Regions from separate parts of the Capra hircus genome. Here region 1 is linked to region 2. A link is a contact called in public Hi-C data. All regions are on one chromosome and are shown on one strand. The core of a region is the stretch at or near the end of the contact, and the rest is flanking DNA. Distances in the headings are between cores, read along the strand shown. Region 1 holds the start of ZFP36L2 (zinc finger protein 36, C3H1 type-like 2). Region 2 has its middle 82 kb from the start of ZFP36L2.

Region 1 (6,188 bases), core at 2,957-5,456, 82 kb after region 2:
TACAGTACAATGTTTACAGTCACAATTTGTAGTGAACTGATTCCCCAAATATATTACAACTCAAGTTGACTTAACCTTGTTACATTCAAAATACCTACTTCTGTCAAAGTAGTCCACAATACATACATACATAGTGCTCCAACTGTACCTACGTACAAACAAACTAAAGCTACTGCTCATTCAGCCGCTGTCCAGAAAAGCATTCCTGCCTTTCCACACGGGGAAAAAAAAATAGTACAAGTTTTGGAATTTTCTGTAATTAAACAAGGCATATTCATGTACTACATACCATTTTAGCACTAAGAGGTGGCCTCTTCACTTTATATCTATATAAAAAAAAGTGGTAAAAATCTTCTCCTTTTGTGCAGTTGAACCCATCCTACATTCAGATTCTCTCAAGCACTAATAGACAAAATACTTATTTGGTTGAGGAAAATTTAAGGCAAGTTCTGGCCCTTCCAAAGGCACTGTAAGATTACCGCCCCCCCCCCATTATTGCTACATGTCTTTATATGCAGAGTATGTCACAGTGGAACTGGTGGAATAAGCAAACAAAAAACATCTTTTGCTAATTTATAAAGTTGGAATGAGAAAAGCATGCCACATGTAAGCCTGATTGCAATGTGGTCATTTTTTCTTTTAAAGTTGGATGGGCTACAACCATTATACATTCTAAGAAAAACTCATAAGATATTCCTCAAACTACTTCCACAGCATCAAGATAGATTTCTGTAAAGAAATCATGCAATCTTTCAAAATTTACGTAAACAAGGAAAGAAATTAATGAAATAAATATTACATACAATCTCTTAAATTAAGATTTTTTTACTCATTTACAATAAAATAACCATGTGAAGTTACAAAAGGCATATATTACTGTGAAAAGAACATACACTCCACATTTTGCCGATTAATAATGGCAATCATAACTTAACATAATAAAAGAATATATATCTATTGCTTTCCATCATACTTGATAAATACAGTATGAACAAAATTTTCAATGTATACTTTTCACAAGATAATAAATAAGTTAAATAGTTTTTTTTTTCATATTGAGTTGTGGTGCAGTGGTGCGAATCAACTCAAAACAGCTAAAAATTCAGCAGTTATTCCCCATCAATTACAAACTAAGCTCTGCCCAAGGCTTCCAGAAAGAGCAGACAAAATGGTTCTAAATTAAACATCCACTAAGTGGTGGCAATGAAACCAGTAACCAGTATGAAACTTTGGAATGCAAGGTTTTCTTTTTTCCAGACATATATAACTTTGTTAAAAAACAAACACCTATGGAGCTGAGGTGTACTATCAAGGCATATTCTTGGCAGAATATTGGATTCTAAAAGCTTATAGGTTTAGCAAGGCGGTGGTTGGCTGGTTTGTTTACACTGGTCTGGGACAAACAATTAGGAACTTCTCTCAAGACAAGAGTCCCGACATCTGGACTGTAACTAATGCTTTTCAAGTGAAGATATGGAATGGTGGTTGATAGCTGCTGGTGCTGGGTTGATTTTTCCTAAAATCCCAAACGCATCGGAGACCTAAAAAAGTTTGTTGTTTGGTTTTTTGTTCTATCCGCATCACAACTGCTCTGTTGTGAGTCTTTTGTTCATCAATACAAAAAGTTCGTTGGCTTTTTTCCCGCTCAACAAGAATGAAACTTCGTAATAATAATAAAAATAATAATAATAATTAAAAAAAAAACAAAAACAAAGAGGGAACCGAAAGGGGAGGGGTGGGGGCCCCTCCCGGCACTCAAGTTCGAGTCCAAGTGCTCGGCACAGCCTGCAGTCTGCTTGTGGCCGATGTCACTCCCCACACTCCCGTGCCCCTCTGCCCCTAAGCAGGGGCGCCCTCCAACACCCCCAGAACGGCCTTCCCTTCCTTCTCCTCACTGGCGCCCTCTTGCCTCAGTCGTCGGAGACGGAGAGGCGGCTGAAGATGGGTAGGCGGCGACCCGGGTCAAGGCCGGGGGACTCAGAGCCGCTGAGGCTGCCCGAGCTCAGGGAGCCGCTCAAGTAGCTGTCGCGGTCCGACAGCGAGTCTGGGGGGCTAGGGGGCGCGTCGAACACCGGCGACTCGGACAGGCGGCGCGGCAACTGGAAGCTGAAGGGCGGCGAGGGCGGCGCGGCGGCGCTGGCAGGGAGGGGCGCGCTGGGCGGCGCCGGGGGCTGCGCGGGGGGCACCAGGCCCTGTTGCTGCTGCTGTTGTTGGCTGCGATAGTAGGCGGCAGCAGCCACAGCGGCAAAGTTGTGGGTCTGGATGGCGAGCGGTGTGATGAGGCTGCTCAGCTCCGGGCCGAAGGCGAAGGCGTTGTTAGCGCACGAGGCCGACGAGCAGGTGGCGCAGGGCGCGCCGGGTGCAAGCAAGTCCTCGGCGCCCCCGGTGCCGTACAGCAGCGCGGCCGCCGCCGCGGCCGCAGCAGAGGCGCAGCACGTCGGGGCGCCGGAGGGCGTGGAGGCTGCCGAGGCCGACGAGCAGGACGAAGCGGACGACGAGCAAGACGAGGCCGAGGAGCAGGAGGGTGGCGGCGGTGTGCGCGACGTGGGGCTGTCGAGAAGCAGGGGCGACTCGAGGCCCCCAGGGGGCTGGTGGTGGCCCGACGGGAAGCCCGAGAAGCTGAGGCTATGGTGCAGCTTGGGCCGCGGTTCCCGCGGGAAGCCTAGGTGCAGCGCATCGCGGGCGCTGAAGGTGCGCAAGTCCCCGGAGGCGCCCCCGGACGGCGCGGGTCGCCGCTCATCAGCGTTATGGATGAAGTGGCAGCGCGGCCCGTAGGGGCAGAAGCCGATGGTGTGGAAGGTGCGGCACAGCTCGGTTTTGTACTTGGGGTGCCGCGTCAGGCTGCGCAGCTCGTGGAAGCCGTGCGCGAACTGGCACTTCTCGCCGTACTTGCAGGTGCCACTCTCCTCGAAGGGCCGGCACAGCTCAGTTTTGTAGCGGGTCGAATTGATCTGGGAGCCGCCGCCCCCCTTCTGCTGTTGCTGCAGGTGCAGGAGGTGCTGGCTGCGCTCCCCGTTCTCGCTGAACGAGCGGTCCCGGAATTTGTTCTCCTTGTTCAGCAGGGCGGTGCCGCCGCCCCCCGACGGCTCCTTGAGGGTGCCGTAGGAGGCCGAGCCGCCGGCCGCCGCGCTACCGTTAGCCGCGCCCGGGAACTTGGGCGAGCAGCTGCCGGGGCTAGGCGCGGGGTGGGCGAGCGCGTGCAGGTTGCTGGCCGAGTGCCGTCGGAGGAAGCCCGGCGTGAAGCCCGAGCTGGGGGCGGTGGCCACGGGTGTCCCCACCGCCTTCTTGTCCAGCATGTTGTTCAGATTGAGGTTGGCCAGGGATTTCTCCGTCTGCCAAGAGGAGGGGAGCGGGGAAGAGATGAAAAGGGAGGAGGGAAGAGTTGGGGCGAGTTGCGGAGTAGCCACTACCAGCCCTCCGATTCTTTTTCCTTTTTTCGGATCTCGATTCGGCCCAACTTCCACACTTAAACGCGCACAAGAATCAAGTTCGTACTGGGAGGAGCCGGACTCTCCCACCCTAGGCCGCGCTGCGTCGCGACATGTGATCCTCAGCCGTGGGCCGCAGGCCTGGGCGGCGCAAACCCCGTCCGGGAAGCCCCGGGCAGCGTGGCTGCGGTGAAACTTAACAGCTACAGCGACTCCCTTCTGCCTTTCCTCCCAGCTGCTCCTTCTCCCCGCCCACAAGGCTCGAGCAACAGTGCAAACTCTGGGATTTTTCCCGAATCTAAAAAAGTCAGAGCGGGAAGAGAACCCCCAAAGCCGAGGACAGAAGGCCAAGCCTGAGAACTTGAAGGGCTCCCTGCTCACCCGCGTACCTTGCACAAGAAGTCGATATCGTAGAAGGCGGACAGAAGTGTGGTCGACATGTTTCTGGATCCTCTAATGGTCGGAGCTGGAGACTGGGAGATCCGGAGGAGCCCTCGGGGCGGCGCGGCCGGGCCCGAGCCACGACGAGTAACGGGCGAGGGGCGAGGGAGAGACCGAAAGTTTGCTGGGGGGCGAGAAAAGAGGGAGCGGGGGCAGCAGCGTGGACTGGTTTGAGGGTGCCCGGGAGTGCGGAGTTGGGGGGAAAGAAGAATTAAGCTAGAGCGCTCCTCCGCGCCCCGGGGTGCCCGGCCCGCCCCCCCCGCGCGGAGCCGACGGCAGCTCGCGGACTGGTGGAACTCAGCGGCCCGCGAGCGCGCGCCCTATATAGAGCCCCCGGAGCGCGGCCGCTCCGGGGCGGGCGTGCGAGGGGAGGGGACAGAACGCTGACCCCGTAGGGGTCTCCAGGCAACGCCTCCCGCCCGCTGGCGGACGTCAAGAGCCTTCCTGGCCTCCCATTGGCCGCCGCCAATTTTTTTCCTCTGGGGGAGGGGACGAAGAGGCCTCGGGGCGGGGCTGGCCGCCTTGGGCTCCCGGGGCGGCGTGGAGATCTCGGCGGAGATGGGTGCTGCTGGTTGGTGGCGGGAGGATACGGCTCCCTTCTTCTGGGGCTGTTCTGTCGGAAATCCCCAGCAGGTCTAACGTGGTTGGGTTTCTGCAGCCCTGAACGTGTCTTTCCCCGCCCGATCCTGCTAGACGAAATTGCGGAGCTTTTATCTCCTACTCTGTTTAATATTGGGCGCGGGAATTGCAAAGTGCAAGAATATTGCAACCGTCCGCGCGGCCCGGCTGCTTTGGAAAGGGTCCTCTGGCCGGGGGGGCGGGGACTCTGGGCCCGAGTTTAATGGGTGGTGGCTGCGTCCCGACTGCACGTGGAGATGCGGTGGGGGTGGGGGCGGGAGCGGCCACGCGGGCGGCCGCCTGGGCAGTCTCTCCCGGAGGAGCCTGGGCCCGTTTCTCCGCCCCTCTTCCCGCCCAGACTGCAGTAAACAGGGCTTGAATGCCGAGGCCTGCCGGGCAGGGCTGAGTGTCTGAGGACAAGGCGCTGGCTTTGCTAATCACATCACAAGACCTTGAGCCAGGGCCAAAGTCGCAGAGTGGCGCGGGGCGTCCCGGGCGGGAGAGCCGCCTGGGAGGACGGGAGGAAAGGCCGGGAGAACCGCGCAGGCATGGAGGCCACTTCCCGCCGCCTTGTCCGTCTGCTGGTCTGTCCGGCTTTCCACAGTCCTCCTGGGGGTCGAGGTACAGCTGCCCGCTGAGGCTCCCGTCCGCCGCAGCCTTGGCCTGGCGCGCCCCTCCTAGACCCTCCCTGGCCGTTCAGGGCGCCGCGCCCTTCCTTAGCTCGTCCTGGGTTGCGGGCTCCCGCTGAGGACTACCCGCAGCCAGGCAAGGCTGGGCACCGAGGATACACCTAGTGGGCTCTCCTTACCTTCTCTTGCCACTCCCACACCCCAGAAGCCTGCATTGGTATAAGATTTTGCCAGCCAGTGCCCTCTGGGTGTGAGGCAGACACCACCCCGCCCCAGCACCCAGTGAGGCTTAAGCCTCTGTTAGATCTGGGGTCCTGTCCAGGACACTTCTCCGCGTCTATGCAGACGCTGCCTCTGAAAGGCTGGAGTCCGGCCCATGATTTCGCACACCTGGCAGCCTAGGCTGTTACTGGGCCTAAGTTGGAAGGTCCAGTACCTGCCAGGGAAAGAAGCTCCTGCGACCCACACCCCCTTGCCCAGTTGATCTTATTTCTGGCTGTGTATCCTTGTGCTTATTTACATTCCGCTGCACTCACTCCCTCTCTCAGTACCCTGGGAAGGAATGAACTAGGCCTGTCTCTCAGGAAACCAACTCCTTCAAGTTCAGCTTGCATGCAGAGCCAACTGCTGGACTCTCTACCCATCCAGGGTGCTTGAGCCAGGGCAGGGCTGTAAGGACTTCAGGATCAGAAACAGGGCTGGAGTTCAGCCTCCTTCCCTTAAAAACCGCATGGTTTTAGACAAATCACATAATCACTTGGGCAACTGGGTTTCCTTGTAAAACTAACATAATTTCTGCTTTACTAATCTATCACCTTTTGTCAAGGTGCCAATGCAAATGAGTTATCTGTTATGGTGTTTAAAAGATAAACAAGTATATTCCATCTTACTTATTAAATTGACAAAGCAAAAAAATGGAGCAAGTCAGACCTCTGGAGCATGGCTGGATGGGTGAAGGTCCACAGAATAGTGAATGTAGAGCTGAGAGGGCACCAAATTTTGGACCCTCCAGCTTGGAGCCAAGGGCAGTGACCTCAGAAGGAGTGACTGCTTTAGTCTCACCACCCAGCCT
Region 2 (6,013 bases), core at 1,731-4,230:
TTTTAGTTCGCTGATCCCGAATGTCAACGTTCACTCTTGCCATCTCCTGTTTGACCACTTCCAATTTGCCTTGATTATGGACCTAACATTCCAGATTCCTATGCGATATTGCTCTTTACAGCACTGGACCTTGCTTCTATCACCAGTCGCATCCACAACTGGGTGTTGTTTTTGCTTTGGCTCCGTCCCTTCATTCTTTCTGGTGTTGTCTCTCCACTGATCTCCAGGAGCATATTGGGCACCTACCGACCTTGGGAGTTCATCTTTCAGTGTCCTATCTTTTTGCCCTTTCATACTGTTCATGGGGTTCTCAAGGCAAGACTACTGAAGTGGTTTGCCATTCCCTTCTCCAGTGGACCACGTTCTGTCAGACCTCTCCACCATGACCTGTCTGTCTTGGGTGGCCCCACATGGCATGGCCCAGTTTCATTGAGTTAGACAAGGCTGTGGTCCATGCGATCAGATTGGCTAGTTTTCTGTGACTGTGGTTTAAGTCTGTCTGCCCTCTGATGCCCTCTCTCAGCCCCTACTGTCTTGCTGGGGTTTCTGTTACATTGGACGTGGAGTATCTCTTCACAGCTGCTGCAGCAAAGCGCAGCTGTTGCTCCTTACATTGAACGTGGAGTATCTCCTCATGGTGCAGAGTTCTGACAAAACGTGGTCCACTGGAGAAGGGAACGGCAAACCACTTCAGTATTCTTGCCTTGAGAACCCCAGGAACAGTATTAGGCCCATTAACAGGTGAGAAAACTGAGGAACTAAATGAATGTCTTGGTAGAGGTTCCAGCCTCTGGCCTGGGGCTAACTCCAAAATACACCCTTAACCCCAAGGCCAAAACGGGAGACTTGTGACTGTTCCAGTTCAGTCTCCAGACAGTGTGTACGCACACACACACACGTGTATGCAGGTGGACATGCCCACACCCCACCTTGCAGCAGGAACTCTTGGGCAACATTTTCATCATGGAAAGTGCTGGAGGGGCCAGAGAGGTTTTAAGCTAGTTCTTCCTCCTGCTGGTTCTCCTTTTCCTGGACAGGCTTGGTCCCTGAGTGAGGCAGGCCTGGGAGCTCTGTGGGGAGACATCATCAGGGTCCCCTCCCTGGCCAGAGCTCCAGGGACCTTCCGGGGTGAAGGCAATGAGAGGGCAGGCTTCCCTCTACCTTCCTTGTTCACCCTCTGCTCTGGGGAACGGGAACCACAGAGAAAGAGCTCTCAGCTGCCAAGAGCGCTGGTCCCCCAAGCCCACCCAGGGAGGGAGCAGAGAAGTGCCCTGAAGAGCCCCTCAAAAGGGCCGTGTCAGGGTTACCTGCCTCAGGGACATTCTTAACCCCAACCAAAGAAGAAGGCACCCTTCACAGCCTCCACCTCTGTGCTGGGGCTTGGCCATTAGCTGTTCTCAGATGGAGACTCTTTCTGCCCCACCCCCACCCCCTACTCAGTCTCCAGGGGACACGGAAGCAGCTTTGATGAAGTCTATCAAAGAAGCCTCGTTCTTAACAGCTGTTTCCTGGGAGGGCAATTGGAACAACAATAAACCCTCACATCTGTTTAAGGGGCTGGTGGCGGGTACTCCACCCTCAGCCCTGTGGGAGGGCTCCTGCTCATCAGCAGGGGGGAAATGACTGGGCCCATCAGAGAGATACCATTTAGGACCATTTGGACTGGATGGGAACACCCACCCCATTTTACAGATGACTAAACTGAGGCCAAAGCACCCTCTGCTCCCAAAGGTCTCCCCACACAGATTCCACTTCCCCAGGGACTCTCTAGGCAGGCCCTGGCTTCTCCTTTGGATCAGGTCACCTCCACTTACGCAAGAGAGGACTGGCCCACAGAGAGGTGTGGGAGGCACATGGGAGGATAAAGCCCACGCAAAAGGGAAGCCTGTGTCTATTTGGAGACATCTGCTCTGGCCTTTCCCCTGCATGAGCTATTGCCCCTTTTTTGGCCACCATTTTATTCCTCAGTCCGAGCATATGTGCTCGGTCGGGTCTGACTCTCTGCAACCCCATGGACTGTAGCCTGCCAGCCTCCTCTGTCCATGGGATTTTCCAGGCAAGTATACTGGAGTGGGTTGCCATTTCCTTCTTCAGGGGATCTTCCCAACCCAGGGATCAAACCCACATCTCCTACCTATCCTGCACTGACAGGCAGATTCTTTACCATTGCGCCACCTAGAAGATTTCAATCTGTGGATTTCTGCAAATCAGGGTTTCTCAGCCTTGACACTATTGACATTTGGGGCTGGGTATTTCTTAGTTGTAGGGGCTGTTCTGTGCACTGTAGGATGCTGGGAAGTATCTCTGATCTCTACCCAGTAGCTGCCAGCAGCACCACCTCCCAATTCTAACAATCAAAAATGTCTCTGACATTGCTGACTGTCCCCTGGGGCAAAACTGTGTCCAGCTGACTTCCTCTAGGAAGACTTCCTGGAAGAGGAGGATCTCAATCTGGTCCTTATGTAAACAGTCCAGGAAGGATGCAGGTTGATGGAAAAGTCTCAAAGGCAGTGAGAAGAGCCCAAGGTTGGAGGTGGTGAGTGGTGACTTTCCAGGGAGGGGACAGGAGGGTGACCACAACTTGCTGGATTGTAATCTGGGGTGTGTTAAGACTGCCCTGCAGAGCAGGTCCTGGAGCCCAGAGCAGGGACCATCCAGGGGGTTAGTGGGAAGGGAGAAGATGGGGAGAATACTGCCATGTTGGAGGTCCTGGTGGTCTTGTTAGGGGCTTGTTGCTCTGAGTCCCTAGCTCCTAACACAGAATCAGGCTAAGGAAACGCAGAGATGTTGAAACTACTGCCAATGCAGGCAAGAGTCCTGGCAAGGAGGAAGGTGGGCCTGGGATCTGGAGGCCTGAAAGGACCATTTGTAGATGGTGAGAGTGTTGATGAGGGGACCTGGCTGGAGGGCAAGCAAGGGCCCTGGTTTCTCAGCGTCTGCCCTCACCTGTCTCCCCCGTCGTCCCTGTGGGATAGGGGTGGGGGGATGGGAGACGCTGTAACCATGGGTAGCTGCTGGGCATGGGGCAGACCACCTGGCTTCCGGCCGGTCTGCAGGTCTTTCCCTCTGGCAGAGATTTCAACGGGCTCTCCGGAAGAGAATGTTGAACCCCTTGGCCTAGGGAGCTCCCTTCTCAGACAGAAACACTGGCTCCCACTCCCCATCCTGGGCTTCCTGAGCCTTGGATACACGTCGGCCCTCAGACTGGGCTCCCTGAGGGGAGGGGTGACACCTTCCCAGTGGTCACCAAAGGGAAATGTGAGGCTTGGGGCTGGTGCTGCCCACAGGGAGCTTCTGGGTGATCTGCCAGCAGGGGGCGCTGTGGACTCAGATACAGTTCTTGTGCGGCTGGAAGGGTGGAGACTGGTCAGGCCTCCCTCACCTCCTGTTTACCCTGTTAGAGTCCTCACCCCAGCCAGGCTTGCCTGCCTGGTGCACAGCATGGCCTCCACCTCCTCCCAGCTTCCCATCCCAGCCCCATACTTCTCCCCTCCTCTTTATATGCCCATTGTGCAGATGAGGAGACTGAGACATACAGAGGCAAAAAAGGCTGGAAGGGACAGTAGCAGGGCAGAATGGAGACAGTCTTGGCTTTGGAGCCAGAAGACCTGGGTTGCCAGCATGCCAGTTCAGCATCTCACTCCCTGTGTGGTTGGGGTCAGATTTTGGGGCTTTACTGAGCAATCCCACTGCCGTTGTAATAAGAAGCTGAACGTGGCAGCCCACACCACCCCCAGGCTGAGGACAATTCTGATGCTGGGATCACAGCCCCGTGGGGACAGCACTGGGTCCTGGGAGGAAGGGCTGGCCGAAGGGGACTAGGTGGCCTTGCCTAAGCCCCTGTTTAGGGAACGAGAGCAGACAGCCAGAGAGGAGACGAACAGGAGGCTCTGAACAAGTGCAGAGGGGATGAAGGATGTGCTGGAGAGTCTGGGGAGGGGAGGGAAGGACAGAGGCATCAGCCACTCTGAGTTATCTGCACTTTCTCCCAGGTCCTAGTGATTAATAACAAGAGTGGAAACCATGAAAGTCATTTGCTACCCTCTCATGATGTGCCAGGCTCTGTGCCAAGCACCTGACAGACTCAACTACCCATCCTGGGAGACAGGTAGTGATATTACCCCATTTGAGAGATGAGGAAAAAATTCCTCAGAGATAAAATAACTTGTCTGAGGGCCCCAGTGGGAAAGGGGCAAACACGAGATCCCACCCAGGTTTCCGTGGTGTGGACCCCCACGCTGTTGGTGGTATCAGGGTCTAGAGAGAGAGAGGTTGAAGGCCCCTCTGCATCTGGGGTCAGGGCTGTGTATGTGGCTGGGGGAGCAGAATAGGGCTGTGTTCTCTCAGCCGCTCAACACAGAGTGGACAGAGCAGAGTGGACAGAGCAGAGTGGGGCGCTGAGGAAGGAGTGGCCCATAAATCTATTCAGCGGCCTCTGAACAAACGTAAGGAAACAGTCTGGCCCAGTTGTTTCCCGCATAGCATGCTCGTGGGTTCTGCACTTCCTGCAAGTGCTGGGACCGGAGGACAGAGAGGCAGGCTGGAGCCATCAGGAGGGGAGGGTGCCATCACATCAGCTGGGTGGCGGATGGCCCAGGAGGTCTGATTGGTTCCACTGGCCACGCTTAAGAAAAGAGATGAGATCTTAAGAAGAGATCTAAACTTACAAACACTGGGGGTTGTGGGGAATGGGGAAGAAGGGAGGAAGACTCAAGATACCAGTGTCAGAATCCACTAGATGAGATGCTAATCAGACGTGGTGGACAGAGGCCATGGTTAAGGATGACTCAGCCTTCGCCTTGGATGGTAGGGAGTCTCACCAGGAACCAGCATCTTAGCACACAAGCGACGGAAGTGGCTAGTAAAAGATGACAAGTGTGTGCGTGCTAACTCTTTGCAACGCTATGGGCAGTCTTGTGTCAATGGGATTCTCCAGGCAAGAACACTGGAGTGGGTTGCCATGCCCTCCTCCAGGGGATCTTTTTGACCCAAGGGATTGAACCCAAGTCTCCGTGGCTCCTGCACTGCAGACATTCTTTACTGCTGAGCCAACGGGGAGAGGTGTCTGTGGGCTATGCGAGTGTAGGGGAGCTTCAGGCTCAGGGTTAAGAGGGATAAGAGCTCAAACTGCCGCTGAAATCAAGCTATACTCTGTGAGGAAAGCAGTCGGGTTCACTCGCATTTGAGCTTAGTCTGCAGCCAAGAAGGAGAATACTACGCAGAACCCCTACTAGGCTAAGCTGATGACCCTGTGATCTCAAACTTGAAAAGGATCCAGGGGTCTGAGCAGACCACAAGCTGAGTTCCACCATGGTATCCGTCATTCTCAAGATGTGCACGTTGCTGAGAGCATTAATAAGAACTCAAAAGGGAACCTGAAAGATTCCAAGAGCAGATGTAATCAACTGACTTAACGTTCTTAAATTGTTGAGGAGTGATCTCTTCTCTGAAACCCTCCCTAATTCCCTTTTTCCTTCTCTACAGGACCCCAGCCTATTGGCTGGTTAGTGATTACTTCCAAGCACTTTTTCACATTTATTATGTCCTTGGATCCTCAGTGGTGTCCCCCACTTGGCAGGGCAGTTGGGGGACAGAGACCCAGCAAGACTGGGCTGGGTGGGGCTGAGCCCAGGCCTGCTTCTCCAGGCCTCTTTTGGGGCCCATCCCCTCCTTACCTGGAGCAGCATTCTGCCCTGTTCCAGGAAGCCAAGGCAGCGACTGGTGTTGGGGTACAGAGTGGGCAGGCAGGGAGGGTGGGGGCAGGGGAGGGGAGCAGACCCTGCCCAGGTGTGGTATCTGCTCTCAGGACCTGTTCTTCAGCTGCTGGGGCAGCTGGAGTGACCTCAGCAGTGGGTTTTTTTGGTCTTTTTGTTTGGTTGGTTTTTTCTTTTTCCTTCTAAGAACAATTCATTTTGGTCTCACAACTGGAGTAAAAATGGCGGGTATTGAGAAACCTCCCCATCCCCCTTCCCTGGCCCCAGGCAGTGACATTTGAGGCGCTGTCTCCTGGGGC

The links. A called contact is a pair of places that touch in the nucleus more often than the background predicts.
Region 1: a contact with region 2 is called in a Hi-C map of blood, with 5 times the contacts expected there. The contact joins the promoter of ZFP36L2 here to the enhancer-like site in region 2. A contact is called at or near these places in 3 of 5 Hi-C or Micro-C datasets (all in blood).

The regions. Positions count from the first base shown.
Region 1 is chr11:25,386,441-25,392,628 of ARS1.2, forward strand. It overlaps ZFP36L2 (zinc finger protein 36, C3H1 type-like 2), which reads right to left and starts at 4,207. Exons shown (of 2, transcript XM_013967582.2): 1 at 3,818-4,207; 2 at 1-3,332. The coding sequence starts at 3,868. The coding sequence ends at 1,911.
Region 2 is chr11:25,305,776-25,311,788 of ARS1.2, forward strand. No RefSeq gene overlaps it. Among named protein-coding and RNA genes, the nearest start is that of ZFP36L2, 82 kb to the right of the region's middle. Within about 2 kb of position 2,981, at least 1 of the 5 cell types and tissues checked has an H3K27ac peak or open chromatin away from gene starts, as enhancers often do.